Regions from separate parts of the Sus scrofa genome. Here region 1 is linked to region 2. Evidence: chromatin contacts called from public HiChIP or PLAC-seq data. All regions are on one chromosome and are shown on one strand. The core of a region is the stretch at or near the end of the contact, and the rest is flanking DNA. Distances in the headings are between cores, read along the strand shown. Region 1 overlaps ATG5 (autophagy protein 5). Region 2 has its middle 200 kb from the start of PREP.

Region 1 (3,886 bases), core at 666-3,165, 590 kb before region 2:
AGTATCAAATTGACCTCAATCTTGAGTAAGAGGGAATTCCATAGTACTTCCTTATAACACATTTTATTCAGTGAAAGGATATGAGAAAAACACCTGTATTTGAAATAAATTTGCCTTAACTGTTTATGCGGTAAAATACATTTGACATTGTCTAGACAGAATTATTATAAATATAACATTTTAAATAAGACAAAACATAAACTTCAAACCACATGTGTGGATATAATTCTGATGGGTGCTTTCATTTAATCATAGTCTCAATTAAGACACTGCTGCTTTGAGGATTAAGTGTCCCTGACTATAATAATGACAGCTTTTCAAATGTTAATTATTATTTTTTGGAGTTGTTGGGAATATTAAAAGTGGACTCTGGTAGCATAACTACAGAAAGTGCTTATTTTCAAGTCTTCTATTTCCCTACATAAAGGATAAAAGTAGTCTGATTAAGTGGCACAGAGTCCCCCCTCCTGCCGGCCTCTCTGTCCCCCCACTTCCTACCACCAAAAAGACTGTTTACTGTAAAGGTCTAAAAGCATTCATTTGAAAATGGTCTGTTCTTTTTACTTAATGAGGTATTGTAATTGTGTATATTCTTAAGCTAATTTTAACATGAGGCTTCTTTTGAAAAGCATGTGATGCAAAATTTGACATGCATGAATATATCTTAGGCCAAATATGCATGTGACAATTTGAAGCACATATCATGTGTCATTGTTGGTAAGGTCTGGCAGCATATCCTGTGTAAACCCCTATTTTCTTTTTCTTTGTGCCACATATTTATTCTAATTAAGAAAACTTCAAAGAGAACTGATGGTTGAAGACCAATTATTTTTTATTCTCTACATTCTTGGCTCTATAAAGACTAAATAGTGTTACCTTTCTTTGGCTTCACATTTAACCGTGTTTTTAAAGGGAGGAATGAAAAGAACTAATCCTTGTTAAGCACCTGTTGTATTAGGTGTTCTATGTATTTCATTTTATTTAACTGTTACAGCAGTGATTCAAAAGTATATATTATTTCCATTTTTTAGATTTAGATACAGACTCCCGAAGATTGATATAATTTGCCATGGGAACATAATCAGTTGTGTTGGGAGTTGCAATTCCAACTAAGCCTTGGCTAATTCCACTGCATTTGATATTCCAAGCTTTATATGCTAAATTCATAGCTCATTTTTCTCCCTTTATTCACCAATCTCAAAGGTACTGTTTTATTCCATCTGCCTCTGAATACTTTAGTGGGCAGGGGCATATATGAAAGGGAAGAATTGGTGCTGTACTCTGCCTGAAATGGCCTTATCTCTTTCTGTATTCAAAAATATATTTATATATATATATAATGTATTTCAAGTTTGAAGCTTGACCTATATTCTCTTCTTTGTTTTCATCTTTGAAAATTCTGTTCAATTTTATTTTAATACATTGTACCTATTGGTATAATTTCCACACTTATAAAATGAAATTATGTAACCAGTTATAGGGTTTGTTTACTTGTTTACTCTAGCTGCCAGAAAATCCAGAGTTATAGTTTGTGCTTGGGAGTTTAAATTTTTTCACAGTGCTTTGTGCGTATTTCTGTTACTACTTAACAGGGTCTTAAAATTATTTGTTTATGCATCCATTGTTCATTTTTGTATCCATCGGCACAGGTAATACCTTGGTAAGTGCTCAATAAATGTTTAATGAATGAAGATTTCTGATAAATTTGCCCCTGCCCACTGGTTGCTAGAGATCCTAGACCTGGGTACAGCTATTGGGATAATTCTTTTTTGTTTGGTTTTGTTATGGCTGGACTCTTGACTGTCAGGATCTGGATTGTTTGGTGGCGGGGGTGGCACGCCAGCATAAGGACTGTGTCTAGTTGCCAAGACCATAGGAATTTACCCAAAGCACATGAAATCAGCCTAACTCTCAAAATAGGAAGAAGGAAGTGAATCTAAGAAGTGAGGCCAGAAATGAGAGCTGCCAGTGGGGCGAAGTGGAATCAGGAAGAGAAGATGTGATCAGAAACTGGGAACAGGCTAGGAAGCAGAATTTGAAAGGATTGGGGTGAGTGGTTCTGGAAGGAGGCTGAGCGCACTCTTAGAGGGCAGGTTTTACTAGATTAAAGAAGCTACTCAGGACTGATCAGAGAGCTTTGTGAAGGCAGAAACTGCTCATTTTTTTTGCTGAATACCTTCAGCAACTGCCTAATACAATAAAAGAGATGAATTAAAGTAAGAATAAACAAATGAATTAATGAAACAAATCTATTTGCAGATCACACAGTTTATCCATATCCCTCATATCCACTCTCTTCATTTTCTTTGGCACAATTCAAGCTCATATCCTCATTATTTCTCATGCAAACAAACAGTTCTCTAATCTCTTCCAATTTTTATTTATATTATAGATTGCAGCAAGATTAGTCTTCCCACCCCTCATTCAGTTTACATAAATCAGAAGCAAAAATAGTTCACCCATTTCTTCCACACTCTACTCCCAAAGTCTGGCAACCAGCAGATGCTCTGTATCAGTGAGCTTGGTTTGCTTGATTTGTTGGTTGGTTGGGTTTTGTTTTGTTTTGTTTTTCAGATTCCACATATAAGAGATGGGATAATTCTATCCAAGAAAAAGATGTGTTAATAGTTTTTGTTGTTACTATATACATGCTTTTGTTATAAGCAACCTCAAATCTTTTTCTTTTAACATAGGCGGGAAATAAATGTAATATTCTTCGTTGCAATTTATTTATCTTTAAATCCTTGTAATGCCTGTCAGCTGAAATATCACTGGCCACGTGATACTCGAAAGTGAAATATTACATTGTGGTTTTTTACTAATGACGTTAAGAAAAGTTTTATTGGTGTTCATCATTGTTACCATTTGGTTATAATGAAGCCTTTACTACTTACTAGTAAAGCTTTTAAAATATATAAATTTAGTTATTTTTAAGTTGAATCAAGTGAAAGTACACTGATTTTGAGGGCCACAGTAATTGTTAGTGGGATTTTTAATATTGGAAATAGCTTTACAGTTATTTGTGTTTTATTAGACTTGTGTATTATAAAATCTAGTTTTTCTGATGCCTTCAGTTCAATTTATGTTAGCTATGAATAATGACAAATAAAAATGAGAGCTTTTTTATTTCTTGATTTTTTTTTATAATTTATCCCTTTTTCAGATTTAATTCTCCCAAAACACATCATACTACCTATATAGCTAATGAAATAAACCTAATTACATTCTATATTAATAAATAGGCATTGCTAATTCCAGTTATAGTTCAGTATAGCCAATTTAAAAAAAAAAATCTATAAACCTAACAAGTGAAATCCTTTGCTATACGTCAGGAACTCTTGTAAATCTAATTTTATTTACAAATATAGTAAACCAATCATCTAACTTTTTTTTGTAGGACTTAAAGCAAAGCACACACACACACAAAGTAGCTGATGATATCAAAGTCTGTTGCTGTACCTGGAGAAATACAACATATCTAATGTGTCAACATAGTATTTGTTTCGTTAGCCCAACCAAGGAGAACAGAGTACTAGTCTGAGGCTCACTGGACCAAGTATGGATTTGATTTAGGACGAGTCAGATCAGAGATCCCAAACCTGGGTACTTGTATTCAGATGATTCTGTCCAAGCTATTGGACCAAATCAAACAGGCCCCTTGTCATCTTCAGGTACTTCCTGCTGTGGCAGTAAAAGATCCACCTCATCCCTCAACTCCCTACCCCTAGCCTTTTAAGTAAGGGCATATGTAAGTTTCACAAACAAGTGTCATTGTGCATCTACTGTACATCTTTTAGGCTGTATCCTTTCTGAATTTGGGGGGGGGTCATAACTTTTTAATTAAATTTATTTATTTATTTATTTATTTGCTTTTTAGGGTTGCACC
Region 2 (3,869 bases), core at 165-2,664:
ACTGCAATAGAAGACTCTTGGGGCTTCAAGTATGGATGCCAGGCAAAGTACACACAGCAGGGAGCCAGGCAGATGTGGTCTCTGCCATCCTAGAGTGTGCTTTTGTGCTTTCAGGTTAACCAGTCTTTGGTCCAATTGAAAGGCATTCTTGTACTCAATTTTAAAACTGAGACACAGAATATTACAATGCAATTCCATTTGTATGGAAAATACATATATATATACAACAGTAAATAAGCATGCATATGCATCTATTTGTCTATACTTTAAAAGCACTCCAAACACTAGAATAATACTGTATGATGTAGAGAGGAGGGAAGCATTTTTATTTTCAATATATATCTCTGTATTCTCTGCTTTAATTCTGTGTGTAACTTATAACTTTAAAGAAATCTAGTCTTAAAAACCAAACAAGGCATCCAGGTATGTCTTTATAAATAAACAGGGAAAGGTATATTGTTGAATGGAAATGCAATTTATAAGTATATCATGGAAGATTTCATTCTTATAAAGATAGATAGATAGATAGATAGATAGATAGATAGATAGATAGAGTATCTGTGGGGGGAAAAGAAATGAGCCTATAAAACAAATTGCTATCCAAACTTACCTTGGAGGTTGTGCTGAAGGAGAAGTCTTCTTATTTTCTATGTTACACATTTCTGTAACATTTGACTATTTTTTTCAGCGAGCATGAATTGATAATCAGAAAAAAAAATAAGAAAAACATTGTGATATGCCAAATAACCTCAGCTAGTTCTTTTTCATTTAAGTGATAAAAATAACTTAGAGGATAGTAGAGCAATTATTTTTTTCCTTTCTGGTAAAGAGCCATAAGCATAAATACTGACCAAGTACTAGTTTTTCCAAATCCCTATCATTCTCATTTGATCTTCAAAGTCCTAACTCTGAGAGGATTGCCTAGAACTCTTCAAGTTCAGTCTGGAGTCTTTGCCTCCATGGGAAAGGCCTGGAAGAGATGCCATCCAGCCGTGGAAATTTGGATCCCCCATGGGTCACTAGCCTTTCCTCAGGGCCGCCTTTCCACAGCATGCCACTGGCAAAGGATGTTTAGTTTATCCGAGGGGCAAACCCCTTTCAGGCCTTAACCCTTCAGCTTGACCTTGTACCCCCAAACCTTTGCTACCTTATGGGCCTCATCAAGATGTAGCAAGTAGATTCAGTTTTTGTTTTACTTTCGGAGCACTCATTTGAAGGTTTTCATTTTGAATTGGCCTGAATCTGGGTCTCAGAGCCACACACAGCTAGCGGCAAGCTCTTGCAAGGCAGAGATGGCCTAGGCAGGCTTGTCTGTACTTTCACTTCCCACCCAGACTCCTGAGCACAAACTGATGATGGGCGATTGCATCAGATGCACCGAGGCAGACCAATTAGAAAATCCTGAAATCCCCTTGATGACACAGCAGGCATGAAAGCCTGTTTGTGCCATATCACATGGCTAAATTTAGATGTAGTCTGGTTATTTTACAGCAAAAGCTCTTGAAAAGAGGCAGAGAGCAATCCAAGGATACAAAAAAACCTGCCCGGGCTGGTTAGTCTTCACTTATTTTGTAACGCAGACAGAGGAGGAATTAGTTCCAACCTCAGCCAGTTGCAACAGAGTCCTTGTTTCCATGAAGCTCCTCTGGAGAAGGAAGTGCCTTCTAGGTGCTCGGGAGCTGATGTCTGCCAAGCCCACACAGGATGTAAGCCGGGAAGGGTAACTGGTATCCTGGAAAACAAGTCAGTTATACAACACTGAGTTACTGACAGTGCCCTAGGAGTGCTTAAACCATGGTAAATCACAGGCATATGAATAAATTCATGCATTCTCAATGGGACAAGAATCAGTAGCCAAAGTATTAATAGTGCCAAGGGCATCATTCATGTTATCAACACACTGTTTGGAACCCATGCATCAGATTGACCTTTTCATTCATGTGAGAAAAAAAAAAAAATTGGACTTTCAGGACATGTTATCTCTAAACTATGGAGCTTGTCAATGTTTTCAGTCATTGATACCAACAAGAGCAGCATTATCCATTTCAGACTACTTGGTATTTGACAATTCTGTTTTTCTGTCATAGATTCTGTTTTTCTATGTCAAGGTGCAACAAACCATCTGGGTATGTTAACCATTCTTTTCTTTGAGAAGAGCTCGTCTTCTCCAGAGTCTTTCTAAATATTTTAATTTACAGAATAGAGTCTTTCCACCCCTTCTGAACTATGGGGCTGGAGAGCTACCACCTTAGGTGTGCTTAAAAATTTTCACATGTTGGCACCTGTCAGTGCTTCATCTGCTGATGAGTTGATTGATAAAAATCTTGAAAGAGTGGAGAGAAGCACAGATAAGAATTAGAATATGTGTGTCAGAGAGGAACACAGAATGGAAGCCCAAAGGGCTTTGAAAAACATGGAAATCCAAGTTGCCCTAGGAGAAGACCAGTGAACAGGAATGTATACAAGAAAAAGATCAACAATAACAAAAAATATACCCCCATGCTTTCTTTGCTAAGGATGTTCTTTGCTAAGGATGTAAGGTTGTCCTCTTTCCCACGTATCAGTCATGAAGGTGCTGGCCCTGAAGAAACACAAGTGCACTGAAACAGAGGATCTCACATTTCAGAACCCACAAATTCATGTGTAATTTGTCTCAGACAAAGCATTGAAGTGATTTACATAAACAAGAAAAAAAAAAAAAGGAGCCCAAAGAAGAAAAAGAAATGAGTTAAATAAGTAAAAAAAGTCATATAATTATCATGATAAATTGGATATAATTGTATAGCTATATATGTGTTATTTTATGTTAATAATAATATTTTATGTTGGTTAAGCATAGCACTTTTATCAATATCTCAAGCTTCAGTACATAACTCTTTCAAAGATCAAATTTATCATGAACTACAGATTTTCAGAAATATACCTTCTGCATTGTTCTGATCTGTCTTCTTTACCCCAAAGTTTCTAACAGACAAAATTTGGGGTAACAGTCAAAGTTTGGGGTTCCATTTGTATTTCTGTTGCTTCAACCATATCCGTAAATTAGAAGAAACCAGTGAATGGGTAGAAACAATTTGAAAATGACTTTGCTAGTTTAAAAAAAACACGCATAATGCAAAATCTGAGATGAGTCAAAGGGAGACATCGCCCAAAAAGAACACACACACACACACACACACACACACACACACACACATACACACACACACAGAAAAGAAAGCTATATCATTAGACAAGTTTGTTCACTTTCCAACAACAAGTGACTCATTCACCAGTTCATTTGCCACATACATTACACGACTTGAATACAAAACGGTATTTACCTTTCAACAACGACAGCAAAAGCCCCTAAGGTCTCGCATTACTTCAGTTTTCCCCTAAGTTTCTCAATATGCTGAACTAGTTTATTACCCTTCAGAAGAGCTGATCTGTGGAACTTGAAGAGACAAGGAAAAACAACCAATTATTTTTATACTTTGCACTAATAACAGCTACAGTCACTCTTCTTGCCCAAGGCACTTTCTCCTTTCCCTTTCACTGGGAGCTAATAAATAGATAGACGGGTGGGACAGATAGATGATAGGTAGATCGACAGATAGACAGATAAACAGTTTTAAAGAAATAGTTATTCAAAAGCCCCCTACAGAGCTGAGTATGGATCAAAAGCTACCTAAAATTTTAGAAGAAAGTTTCTAGAAAAACACAGCAAATAATGACTCAATGGTTACCTCAGGAAGAGACCAGCAGCATTACGTCTGGGGTCTGCTGGTTGTGTCTTACTTGGGGGAGAGGCTTGTTGATAACTCAAGCTTTTTCTGTCAGAGCTTTTCTCACCGGAGTAGGGGAAGGGCTCTGTGTTTCTACATGGT

Evidence for each region. HiChIP or PLAC-seq counts read pairs in DNA pulled down with a chosen protein or histone mark.
Region 1: a contact with region 2 is called in an H3K27ac HiChIP or PLAC-seq map of alveolar macrophages. The contact joins two enhancer-like sites. A contact is called at or near these places in 1 of 47 Hi-C or Micro-C datasets (embryonic fibroblasts) and 1 of 2 datasets of contacts at active chromatin or transcription factors (alveolar macrophages).

The regions. Positions count from the first base shown.
Region 1 is chr1:72,428,795-72,432,680 of Sscrofa11.1, reverse strand. The region is part of intron 6 of ATG5 (autophagy protein 5); the gene reads left to right. Among named protein-coding and RNA genes, the nearest start is that of ATG5, 90 kb to the left of the region's middle. Within about 2 kb of position 1,915, at least 7 of the 83 cell types and tissues checked have an H3K27ac peak or open chromatin away from gene starts, as enhancers often do. A contact at or near this core is called in alveolar macrophages, where this site is marked.
Region 2 is chr1:71,834,721-71,838,589 of Sscrofa11.1, reverse strand. It overlaps a transcript of PREP not described here. Among named protein-coding and RNA genes, the nearest start is that of PREP, 200 kb to the right of the region's middle. Within about 2 kb of position 1,414, at least 13 of the 83 cell types and tissues checked have an H3K27ac peak or open chromatin away from gene starts, as enhancers often do. A contact at or near this core is called in alveolar macrophages, where this site is marked.